2 separate regions of the Ovis aries genome follow, and region 2 is linked to region 1. The links are chromatin contacts, called in public Hi-C maps. All regions are on one chromosome and are shown on one strand. The core of a region is the stretch at or near the end of the contact, and the rest is flanking DNA. Distances in the headings are between cores, read along the strand shown. Region 1 overlaps FCHSD2 (FCH and double SH3 domains 2). Region 2 has its middle 35 kb from the start of FCHSD2.

Region 1 (6,606 bases), core at 1,369-3,868:
AATGGCCTATTCTTCCCACTAGGGAACTCAGACCAACTCACAGGGAAAAGCAGTGATGAGAAACTTGGCAGAGTAAAGCTGGGAGTGAGGAGTAGAGAAGAGGGGCAGAGACTGTCCTTGAATTTGGTAGTTTCTGAGCAAGCATCATCTTGTCCTTGTGATTTGTTTACCTGAGCCAACAAACTCCCATTTTGTGCAAGTTACTTTGAGTTGAATCTTTGTTATCTGCAGTTAAGAGACTCCTTACTAAAGGGTGATGGATGGTAATTGTAGCTTATATCAGCCCTTCCAATAGGCAATTTGGGAGCATCTCCTATCTGCAGTGTGGAAATGAGTTGGTGGGAGGGACAGCTGTATGCCGAGGAATAGGAGATTGCAGCAATAATCCAAATGATATACTTACTAAGTACTATGATAGATAGCGATAAAGTACTCTGTGTGATAAGGATAAGTACTGTGATGAAAGAGTTTTTATAAAGCATTTTCAAGCTCTGTCCTTTGTTTCCCAGTATTTCATTCTGTTTTAGGGAACTAATTCTTTTTAACTATTGGATTTTTATCAAAGTCCATATATACAATCTACCTACTAAACGCAAACCAGGTTGAGATAGTACTACCCAGAATTGCTTTGAACTTCATCTCTCAGCACCATCACTGGTTCAAACAATTGCAGTTAACTTGAGGCAGGGGTAGAGCCAGTCAAGGGGTAATCATCCACTTCTTTTGCTTTGAATTCTAACCATTTCTTAATTTTTATACCTCCTGCATTAACTTTATGAACATGAGCAATAATACACCTAGGCCAGAAGGCCTCCAGCTATCTTATTCTTATCAACCAGAAAAATTGGCACATGGGTAAGTTAATGAATTCTGTAACCCTATAAAATTTGGGGAGTTCTGGTAGGGTTCCCAGAATTCTGAATATTCTCATCATATTCTGGGGAACATGATGATTTAATCTCTGTCTGCTAGAAGAGACTTTCAATCACTTGACCCACCTCCTACCTAATGTAAATTCGTTAAGCCTCGTTTGAATTGCTGAAGCCAAGAGATGCCTATACTGTGTTTGGTACATGATTAATGGTACGTTTTTCTCTTAACTGGAATACAGTGAGAATAACTTGCCTGTGGGCTTCCAAGGTGGCGCAGTGGTAAAGAATTCGCCTGCCAATGCAGGAGACGCAAGAGACTCCAGGTTCAGTCCCTGGGTTGGGAATATCCCCTGGAGTAGGAAATGGCAAACCACTCCAGTATTCTTGCCAAAAAATTACACGGACAGAGGAGCCTGGCAGGCTATAGTCCATAGGGTTGCAAAGAGTTGAACATAAGTGAGCAACTCCGTGTGTGTGCACATGGGTGCACGTGCACGCGCATACACACACACACACAAACACACACGCAGAGCTTGCCTATAAGCTGTCTAATTCAGGGCATTTTTGTTGCTATATTAAACTCTATAGAGTAAAGTATTCTTTCATTTATTCTATAAATATCTTTGAGCATCTGCTATCTGCCAGGCTCTGTGCCTGAAAAAGACTTAATCCATGACTTGCAGTAACACCCATGCAATATACAAATTATAGAAACACTAAGGAGGAACTGGTTAAATCAGTTTTGTAAAGCATTTGCAACATTAGTAAGCCATTAATAAATATTAGTTGCCTGTTAGCCATCATTATTACTATTTGAGTAGGTGAGAAAAGGGGAATGACATTGCAGGCTAAGAGAATAACTTAATTGGAAACGTGATAGTAAATATCATTTTCCAGAATGACTTGTGGTTTGGATATGAGTACAGTACAGACAACAGTGATGAGAGATGATACTGATGAGAGGTAGTTTGGGACTAGATTATAAAGGATCTTAGATACCAGCTAAAGAATTTTAACTTTTCACAATGTATAGTGGGAGCTTAAAATTTTGGCTGATAGCACCACTTTTTCTTTCTAGTCTGGTATTCAGATTTTCTTTTTTATGGAAAATTTCCCATATACACCAAAGTAAAAATAGTAATGGAATGACCCCCATGTATTCATTACTCAGCTTTAATGATTATCAATATGTAGCCAGTCCACTGAAGATTTTTAAGCAAAGCAAAAAAGGAGACTAACACTGTGCCATTTCCTTGCATTAGTTGATCTTTACAGTGTCCCATGGAGTATGTGGTATTCCCACTTTCCCTATTTATAGAAGAGAGAACCTTCAAAATGATGAAGTAAAAGTTCTGAGATTCTAACCCATACCCAGCTTATTTTCAGAACTCAAGTTCTTTCCCATGCTGCCTTTATAACTCTGAAGTAGAGCATGGTTCTCAGTTGCTCCTCTGCCTAATTGATATATTGGTGCTATTGACCCCATTCACGATGGACTTCTACCTCCAGTCACTGTGCTGGAGTCACAGGGTCACCAGGATCTAAGTCTATGTAAATATTCAACATAATCAGCTAAAATGACTCTTCATTTAGTCCAGTGGTTGTCAAAGTATGGTCCCCAGACCACCAGCAGCAAGTTGTTAGAAAGTACAAATTCTCAGGCCCCACCCCCAATCTACTTGGAAACTCTGGGGGTGGCACCGCATGATGCCTGTATTGCCCTTTGCTATGTTCAATAAAATGCTGCAGTGGTTTCCTGCAAACACAAGGTTATGACCATCTACCAAGAGCATTTCTAAAGCAAAAACCTCATATCAGTTGTATGTTCATTTTTTAATAAGTTCATGAAAAGTAGTTGTAAGGTAAGAATTATTATTCAGACTTAACACCAGCAGTCTCTCTGGGGATGTTACATAATAACCTCATGGAAAGAAATCTTAAGGAATTTGTACTGTCTATATTTATAGTGCTTGCTGGTGCCATCTAGTGGTTTAAGCACAATGGAACGTGCAGTTGTATTACTGCTTTGAGGACGCAATTTGTGGTTTTAAGTCAGTTTTATAGTAAATGTTTAATTAAATAACCAAAGTAAGAAACAATATTTTTCCTTACTATAAAACCTCCATTGAGAATTCTTAGATATAGCACCAAAACACAAGTGAAAAAAATAAATTAGGCCGCAACAAAATTTAAAACTTTTGTACATCAAAAGACACTATTGATAGAGTAAAAGGGTAGCCCACAAAGTGGGAGAATATATTTGAAAATCATATATCTAGTAAGATGTACTTAGTCGCTCAGTTGTGTCCAGCTCTGCAACTCTTCGGACGGTAGCCCTCTAGGCACCTCTGTCCATGGAATTTGTCAGGCAAGAAGACTGGAGTGGGTTGCCATTTCCTTCTCCAGAAAATCTTCCTGATCCAGGGATCAAACCTGAGCCTCCTGTGTCTCCTGCATTGCAGATGGATTCTTTACCCTCTGAGCCATTGGGGAGGTCCATCTAGTAATATATATGTATCCAAATATATAAATAAGTGCTAAGTAATTTCAGCCATGTTCAACTCTTTGCAACCCTATGGACAGTAGCCGACCAGGCTCCTCTGTCCATGGGATTTTCCAGGCAAGAATACTGGAGTGGGTTGCCATGACTTCCTCCAGGAGATCTTCCCCACCCAGGGATCGAACCCTTGTCTCTTACTTCTCCTGCATTGACAGGCAGGTTCTTTACCACTAGTGCCACCTGGGAAGCCCAAATATATAAATAGTACCTAAATATATAAAGAACTCTTACAACTCAACAACAAAAAGACAACACCAATTGTAGAAATGAGTGGAAACTGTTATATTTTAAATGGATAACCAATAAGATCCTATCCTGTAGCACAGGGCTGTTTTGCTCAATGTTACGTGACAGCCTGGATGGGAGAGGAATCTAGGGGAGAATGGATACATGTATATGTATGGTTGAGTCACTTTGCTGTCCACCTGGAACCATCGCAACATTGTTAGTTGGCTATACTCCAATATAAGATGAAAAGTTTTGGAAAAGTGTGTATAGGACTTGAGTAGACTTTTCTTCAGAGAATATATACACATGGCCAATAAGCACTTGAAAAGACGCTCAACACCATTAGTCATTAGAGAAATGCAAAATCAAAACTACAGTGAGATACCACTAGGGCAGTTTGAATAATTAAAAAACAAAACAAAACAGAAAATAGCAGATGTTGTTGAGATTGTGGAGAAACTGGAACCTTTATATATTGCTAATGGGGATGTAAAACGGTGCAGCCACTGTGGAAAACAGATTGTCTGTTCCTTAAATAGTTAGACATAGAATTTCTATCGGGAGACCCAGCAATTCCACTACTAATTATAAACCCAAGAGAATTGGAAACAGGTGTCAAGCAAAAACTTGTACACAGATGTCCACAGAGCATTATTCATAATAGCTAAAAAGTGAAAACAACCCGAAGATTCACCAACTAATGAATAAATAAACAAAATGTGGCATATCCATAAAATGTAATATTTTTCAGCCATCAAGTGAAAGTCGCTCAGTCATGTCCAGCTCTTTGCAACCCCATGGACCATACAGTCCATGGAATTCTCCAGGCCAGAATATTGGAGTGGGTAGCCTTTCTCTTCTTCAGGGAATCTTCCCAACCCAGGGATTGGACCCAGGTCTCCCACATTGCAGGGGGATTCTTTACCAGCTGAGCCACAAGGGAAGCCCGAGAATACTGGAGTGGGTAAGCTATCCCTTTTCCCCGGGATCTTCCCGACCCTAGGAATTGAACCGGGATCTCCTGCATTGTAAGCTGATTCTTTACCAACTGAGCTATCAGGGAAGCTGTAAAATGATGTACTAATTCATTGATGAACCTTGAAAATATGTTAAAAGAGGCTGGCACAAAAAAACCACATATCATGTGATTCCATTTATATGAAATGTCCGGAAGAGGGAAATTTATTGAGTTAGAAAGTAGCTTAGTCAAAGATACAGAGAACAGACTTGTGGACATAGTGGGGGAAGGAGAGAGTGGGATGAATGGAGAAAGTAGTATAGCTCTCTATACACTACCATGTATAAAACAGATGGTTGGTGAGAAGTTGCTGTATAACACAGGGAGCCCAGCAAGGTACTCTGTGGTGTTCTAGAGGGGAGGGGTGGGGGAGGGGAGGGAGACCCAAGAGACAGGTGAGATAGATAGATAGATATGTATATGTATATAATTGTGGCTGGTTTGAGTTGTTGTAGGACAGAAACCAATATATTTATAATGTTGTAGCAGTTTTCCTCCACTTAAAAAAAAGAATAAAGTAGATTAGTGGTTGCCAGAGATGGAGAGAAAGGTAGGAATGGGTGCGACCACTTAATGGGTATGGGGTTTCTTTTGGAAGCAATGCAGATGCCCTGGAATTAGATAGTAGTGATGATTGTACCACATTGTGAGTGTACTGAAAGTCAGTGAGTTGCACACTTTAAAATAGTTCAATGGTGACTTCAATGTGTGAATTTTCCCTGGTTTTAAGAAGATCTCCAGTCTATGTCTGACGCAGGATACAGCATGCTTGGGGCTGGTGCATGGGGATGACCCAGAGAGATGTTATGGGGAGGGAGGTGGGAGGGGTGTTCATGTTTGGGAACGCATGTAAGAATTAAAGATTTTAAAATTTAAAAAATAAAAAACTAAAAAAAAAAAAAAAAGAAGAAGATCTCTGTTGATTTGCAAGACTCCAGAACCTTTATTTTCATTATTATTGATGTATTGATATATTTTCCCATCCTTGTTGCTAATATGTATATATTCCATTTGTTCTGCTTTTTTAACCTAAAATTGTTCAATACATTTTTTACCGTCTACACGGTTTCCACAGTTTTTGTTTTGGTGGCTGTGCATATTTTAGTCACTATGTATATCATAACTTAATCATTTCTCAACTGTTTAGTGGTTTTCTCTTTTTTTTCAATTTTTAAGGAGTCCTGATCTAAATACTAAATAAATAAGAATGTTTAAATTTCTTTGTAGATATTGCATTGATGTTTCTTCCCCAAAACAGAATTTCTTTCTTTTTTTTAATTTTACTGTTTCTATTGTGGTTTTTCTCTGATTGCTGTATAGTAAGAATATATGACAGAGAAGGCAATGGCACCCCACTTCAGTACTCTTGCCTGGAAAATCCCAGGGACGGGGGAGCCTGGTAGGCTGCCGTCTATGGGGTTGCACAGAGCTGGACACGACTGAAGCGACTTAGCAGCAGCAAGAATATATGAATTTAGAATCCTGCCAATAATGGATGAGGGAAAATGGAGGAAATTAATGTTTTGTAGAATGTCCATTCTGTTCCAGGCACTGCATATGGATCCTTTACATCGATTATTTCATTCAGCTCCCACACCTAATCTTATAAACGGACTAGAGATGTAGACATAGCTAGTAAGTGGATGAGCAAATATCAGAAACCAAGCATTCTGTCTCTCAAATTTTATACTGTCTCCACATCTTTACTAGTATTGGGCTCTGCCTTTTTTGAGTTCCTACTTATTAGAAAAATTCAATGTTTTCCCAAGTGATTGTTTAAGATTTATATTTATTCTTTACTTAGAAACCTACCTATATCTTTTATTTTATATTAATAGATTTTAAACTGAATTTAGCATTTAAACAGCAAGCATTGTATGTCAGAGCTTTCTCATAGTTTTTTTGCTTTTGTTTACTCTTTTATAGGC
Region 2 (6,606 bases), core at 1,155-3,654, 210 kb before region 1:
ATAGAGAGGACCACAAAAAACAAATTGCCCTTCTGGGTATACAACAGAGCCTCTCTGGGTTCAGGAAGGCAAAAAGAGACCGAAGCCTGGGGATAAGCAGCCCAGGGGCCAAGATTTGAAGCTCTTCAGCTTCCCTTTCTGGAATGAATGTGCCCAGAGGGATGGACAATGGGGAAAAACCTCCAATATCAACTCATGCCAGCAAGGTGCTAATGAGTGACTTTAGAGGCATTTTCTCATTTAATCCTCACCACATCCCCATGATATAGGCGCTATGATTATGCCCAATTTACAGTTGAGGAACCTGAGGCCAGAATTCAACAACTGCTTGAAGATTCTTCTCCTGATCCAAGGACTGTGCTGGGCTCCCTAGAGGCCAGAGAGCTCACAAGACTGTGTCCCCTATAATCAGCCTGTGAGAAGCCTGACCTAGCTCCCGGCCTTCAGGAAGAGGACAGGCTTCAGGAATCAGGACCTTTGATGCTGGGTAACCTTACCCACACAATCACCAGACCATCTGACCTGCCTCCTGAGAAATCTGTATACAGGTCAAGAAGCAACAGTTAGAACCAGACATGGAGCAACAGACTGGTTCTAAATTGGGAAAGGAGTACATCAAGGCTATCTACTGTCATCCTGCTTACTTCTATGCAGAATACATCATGTGAAATGCTGGGCTGGATGAAGCACAAGCTGGAATCACGATTGCTGGGAGAAATATCAATAACCTCAGATAGGCAGATGACACCACCCTTATGGCAAAAAGTGAGGAAGAACTAAAGAGCCTCTTGATGAAAGTGAAAGAGGAGAGTGAAAAAGTTGGCTTAAAACTCAGCATTCACAAAGCAAAGATCATGGAATCTGGTCCCGTCACTTCACGGCAAATAGATAGGAAAACAATGGAAACAGTGACAGACTTAATTTTTCTGGGCTCCAAAATCACTGCAGATGGTGACTGCAGACATGAAATTAAAAGATACTTGCTCCTTGGAAGAAGAGCTATAACCAACCTAGACAGCATATTAAAAAGCAGAGACATTATTTTACTGACAAAGGTCTGTATAGTCAAAGTTTTTCCAGTAGTCATGTATGGATGTGAAAGCTGGACCATAAAAGCTGAGCTGAGCACCGAAGAACTGATGCTTTTGAACTGTGGTGTTGGAGAAGACTCTTGAGAGTCCCTTGGACTGCAAGGAGATCCAACCAGTCAATCCTAACATCAGTCCTGAATATTCATTGGAAGGACTGATGCAGAAGCTGAAACTCCTATACTCCGGCCACCTGATGTGAAGAACTGACTCATTGGAAAAGACCCTGATGCTGGGAAAGATTGAAGACAGGAAGAGAAGTAGACAACAGAGGTTGAGATGGTTGGATGGCATCACCAACTCAATGGACATGAGTTTGAGTAAACTATGGGAGTTAGTGATGAACAGGCAAGCCTGGTGTGCTGCAGTCCATGGGGTTGCAAAGAGTTGGACATGACTGAGCGACTGAACTGAACTGAACTGAATCTAACCAGCGGCTTCTGGTGGCTCAGAGGTAAAGAATCCGCCTGCCAATGCCAGAGACTTGGGTTTGATCCCTCAGTCGGGAAGATCGCCTAAAGAAAGAAATGGCAACCCATTCCAGTATTCTTGCCTGGGAAATCCCATGGACAGAGGAGCCTGGCAGGCTGCAGTCCATGGGATCACAAGAGAGTTGGACACAACTTAGCAATGATACAACAACAACAACCTGACCCAGAGGGGATGGGGTTGGAGTTCAAGGCAGGGACTGTGTACCTGCCAGCATCAGGGGTCCAACCAGGAGGTGAGTGGGGGAGACAGGGAACCGCGGGGAAGCTGTGATGGCCCAGGTACCTAGGGCTGTGACCTTTCTGACCTCATATCCTGGCACTTCCTCTTCTCCCTTATTCTGTCGCTCTCAAGCTTACACACATAGACTCACCCCTCCATGCCTTTGCACAAGCTGTTCCCTGAGCCTGGAATGCCCTTTGAGTGCATGCTAAGTTGCTTGAGTTGTGTTCACAGGCAAATTACTGTCATTCTCTAAGACTCAGCTCCAAGTGTCTTGCTCTGGGCTCCCACCTCTAGCTCATCCCTATCTATGAGATCATAATTGACTCCTTGAGAGTCCCCAGGACCTGGCCTAGAGGAGTGTTGGGGGGCAGGGGGTGGGATGATGGTAATTCCTCTTGGTCACTCCTGGACTGCCTCTTGTTCCAGCCCCTCATCCCCAGTGGTCACTCTCAGGGGACCTCCTCTCCCATGTCTGGCGCCAGAATTCCTTCATTATTCTAGTACCTACCACAGGGAGGCACAGAGATCCTTCAATGAGCAAAGCCCCGGTTGGACTCAGGTCCCGCCGATTGGGCCCCAGGTGGCGCTATCAGCCAAGGCAAGAGCTGGGAACCCTCAAGCCCTGGAGCCTCTGGCCCTGGTGCAGCCTGGCACACAGAGATGGTGCAAGGCTGTCAAACCCTTAAATTCCAGAGCTGCTTCTCGTCCTATTCAGTGTGTCCATATCTAATTTAAAAGCTCAGAATGTCAGGCCTAGATTGACAGTGGTGATCCTCCCAGCGCCCAGATACACAGGAACAGCGATCCTTACAAGGCCACACAACTGAACTAAGAGTGCCCATGTCTCCTGAGAGGTCCAGAATGGGCAAACACCTGGGCACAGTCATTTCACCTAGACTCTGCCACTATCAGCTATATGTCGGGATAGCCACCTTCCCTCTATGAGTCCAAATCCTACTGCCTCCTGTGGGCACTGAGAGCTGAAAAATTGGCCAAAGTGCTGGATTCTGGTGCAGGGGTACTGTTCTGGCCATTGCCCAACCCCTGAGCCTCAAGGACACTGGCTGTGAAATGGGAGCCAGATCCAAGGGTTCTGAGCAGCTGGCGTCAGGATACCTCTGGGAAAGGGAGGCCTGGGTGTGGGGCCAGTGCCTTGGCCAAGGACAGGCCGCTCCTGGAGCTGCCAGACGGGAAGCATTTTCCGGGAGCCGGAAGGGCTGGCGGAGCCCAGGGCTAGGCTGAGCGGCCACAATGGACCCTTGTGTGGAGGTTTAGCTTGGACCCACCCTTGGGCCTGGCCTGGGCTGGGGTGGGTCCAGTTTTCTGATCTGCAGCCAGACCCAGCTCCCAAGCAACTCATCCCATGCCCAGAGACTGGGATCCCTGTCCAGCTTCAGACTGATGCCCACAGGCTCACTGCCTGTGCCTGAATTTCCACCATCTGTCTTCCTGGAATCTGCTTGCCTGAATGACCTCACACAAAATGAAAAAGTCCATCTCCCCAAGAGGAGCCTCAAGAGGGCAGGGGTGGGCCTACTCCTCCAGCCAAAGGGAGCTCAGGATAGACTCCAGAGCCCGCCTGGTTCAGGTTTGACGAAGATTCCTGGTTAGGGGGCCCATCTGGGAGATCTCAGCTCTAGCCTTGGCTGAGCCTTCATTTTCTCCTCTGCTAATGAGAAGGAAGGAGGGGTGGTAATCCTCATTTGAGGGGGCCCAAATGCTGGTGGGGGAACTTTCAATGCATCTGGCTCCCTCTCTGCCTCAGGAAGGACTCCGCCTAAACCAGGCAGTCTCCACTCATCCTCCCCTTCTGTGGGCTCCCAATCAGACTCGCCCTTAGAACCCTGCCTTTGAGGCAGCCCTCAGGAACCCCTCTGGACCCTCATGTAGGCTACACAGTCTCCATTTTTGGGGGCTCCCATGGTCTTATATCCACCACTGCTTGGAGCAGAGGATCCTGTCCACCTAATGCTCACGGTCATCTCCCCTGACATGATCAGGCTCACCAGGGAACACTTCACATCAGCCATCTCTGTGAGGTCCAGTAAACTGCACTAAGCATGAAAGGAGATGATGCGGAAGAAGCTGCTCATAAACTGTATATGCCTCTGTGAATTGCTAATATTTAAAAGATGGAAATTTTAAAAAGACCTTGTACTTAGATCAAATTTATAAATCCTTGGAGTCTAAGATGAGAGGAAAACAGTGGAACGTGACCAGCACAAAGGTGGATTTGATGTCTGGATGCATTAGCAGAGGCATAAAGCCCAGAATGTGGGAGGTGACCAACCAGCTCTTCTAGGTAGTTTTGTGCCCATGTCTCAGAAATGACTTTGGTACTGATGCCCCTGCCCAGGTGGTTTTAGACCAGGAGCAGAGAAGATGCAGAGTCACCGTCCTCCCAGCTTGATAGGGCCACTTGGGGCCATAGGGTAGCTAACTTTGGGCCCCAAAGGAGACTTGGGGAGAGCCTAAGAGGCTGGTCTCTACTCAGAGTGAGAAAGGCAGTCCCTCAGCAGAAGGAGCTGCTTCTACAGATAAGCAGTGAGGGTGTGAGAGTGGGGTTTGGATGAACCCAGCTGGGAAGTCTGTGAAGCGGAGTCCTCTTCTGGTGAGGTGAACTGAAAGCTTAGGAGACCCTCTCCATGGTAGAGCTTTGAGAGAGTCTAAGCTCCTGGATGGCGCTAAGAATCTGAACTTCTGAAGCCATTGGTAGTGGGTATCTCAGCAACACCAGAAGCCATGCCATCACCTTTGTTTGCTTTGTGTGGCTTTGTTGCAGGGTGTGGACCAATATACCTTAAAAAAAAAAAAAAAAAACGCCAACAGGAGGCAAGATCTTGCTGTCCCAAGGTTGTTTCGGTTGATCTTTGTCGCTGTCACAACCGGGTAGCTAGGAGCCTCGGCAGTGTTTGGAGTTGGCCCTTGGCTTCCTCCTCCCCCTACTTCCTTGCATTGTCAGCCCTGGATCCCAGACCTAGGGACAAGAGCACAAGCTTTGGAAGTAAACAAACTCAGGCTTGAGTTTCTGCACTACCATCTACCAGCTGTGTGGTCTTAGGCAAGGGGCTTTGCCTCTCTGAACCTCTGTTCTTTCCATGGCTTGTTAAACATGGTCAAGAATGTCTGCTTTGAAAGTTGTGGGGATTAGAAAGAATATGTGTTAAGGATCTGGCACCTACAGAAGCTCAGGAAGTGTGGGTTCCTTTCTCCTTGCCCTTTCTTCTCCTTGGGAGACTTTGGAGCAGTAAGAAAATCTAGACTGGGAATCAGGACGTTCTGAGTCTGGTCTGTAGGTTTTGTTGTTCCCTGGCTGCCTGGCCTCAGGCAAGTCTCCGGTCCTCTCTGACACTGCTTCATCTTCTGAGAAATAAGTCAGGGTACCAGATCATCTCTTGAGGGGTCCTTCCCTTTCCGCAGATGCAGAAAGAACACTGACTTTCCTGAGCATGGCTGGGAAATGCTCTGGCTGGGAGGCAGCCCTCTGGTATGAGGCTAGACCCTGTCCTGACCCACAGGTGACCTAGGAATACTCTTTTCTCCTCTGGACCTTGGTCTTTCCTGTAGTGTAATGGAATGGATGTCATGGGCTCTGTAGCCCCTGTGGCTCTGATGATCCAGGATCCAATGACCCCCATGGGTCAGGCAGGTCCCCTGTCCATGGACACTCCCATCCGCCTCCCCACCTATAGCAATAATCTCAAGTATCGCATTCTCTGTGGCAGTATCCACCCTGTGTCCAGCCTCATGGTCTTTCCTTCACCATCTTCTCTAAGACCCTGAGAGCTACTGGAACTCCTACCCCACCTTTCCCTTCTCAGTGTTCAGCGTCCCATGAGCCACTGGCTCTCTCTAGGTCCTTCTTCCCTGAAATCATAGGATTTTCCCCAGTAGGGAATCATCTTGACCCCCTCCCACTCATCTCACAAGAACAGAAGGAATGCTTGCTTGTGGAAAAGCCCTCACGTAATGATGGCTGCACTTTCGAGCACACTGCCTACATCCCCACCATCGCCGAGGCATCCTTTTTCCTGAAGCTCTGCAGAAACGCATGCCTCAGGTTGGGCTATAGGCCCAGAGGACTTTACACTTTGCACGTCCTTGGAGAGGTATCCAGAGCACTTGAGAGAGCTCTGCACTTTGGCGTCACGAGCCCTGGCATGTGAGGTGAGAGGCGGTTACTGTGTTGATCTGGCTCCAGACAGCTGGCATACGGCAAGTTCACAGCCTCACACCCACTGTGAGGGCTCTAGAGGGCATCTGGAATGGTGAGGGGCCGTCACGGCTGCTGGGAGCCCCACCCCTGCTCAGTGTCACCACGGGGGCCCTGCCCTGGTACTGTCCCACCTGCAGGAAGAGGTCTGCCCAAGTGCAAAGGCCGGGTCCACCCTGCCAGCTCCACCACAATCTTTATCTGATTTCCTCATGGAGAGGTTACCAGAGATAGAACTTGAGGTCCTCCTTCCCAGTGGGATGGCTGGCCTTATTGGCTACCCTGCTACCTCCTTGGTGAAGTCTAGCCAGTATTTCTAAACACACCTGTTCCCCTCCCTCACCCTCTGAGGCTGGGGGCCTCCACAGTCCTGAGCCCTGTTTCCCATGGACTAGCTGACCACATCGTGCATGGCAGTCAGCATACTCCCCAGCTCGAGTTCTCTGGGGAAAGGGGATTGAGTCATCTTGATCCCCATGGCCCATGTTAGGGCTTAGCAAAAAATAGATACTAAATCGTTTCTCCCATCTATGCCCTGTTTTCAGTCTTCCCAGCACTGACCCATAAAGGCCCTGGCAGGGACCTTCTTCC

What was found. Hi-C and Micro-C count contacts between places; a contact is called where the count stands out from the background.
Region 2: a Hi-C map of liver shows a contact between it and region 1, with 4 times the contacts expected there. The contact joins two enhancer-like sites. A contact is called at or near these places in 12 of 16 Hi-C or Micro-C datasets (blood, hypothalamus, liver and 7 more).

Annotation. Positions count from the first base shown.
Region 1 is chr15:51,172,008-51,178,613 of ARS-UI_Ramb_v3.0, reverse strand. It overlaps FCHSD2 (FCH and double SH3 domains 2), which reads left to right. Exons shown (of 20, transcript XM_060399995.1): 9 at 6,605-6,606. Among named protein-coding and RNA genes, the nearest start is that of ATG16L2, 99 kb to the right of the region's middle. Within about 2 kb of position 2,618, at least 1 of the 54 cell types and tissues checked has an H3K27ac peak or open chromatin away from gene starts, as enhancers often do. A contact at or near this core is called in liver, where this site is marked.
Region 2 is chr15:51,385,684-51,392,289 of ARS-UI_Ramb_v3.0, reverse strand. No RefSeq gene overlaps it. Among named protein-coding and RNA genes, the nearest start is that of FCHSD2, 35 kb to the right of the region's middle. Within about 2 kb of position 2,404, at least 20 of the 54 cell types and tissues checked have an H3K27ac peak or open chromatin away from gene starts, as enhancers often do. A contact at or near this core is called in liver, where this site is marked.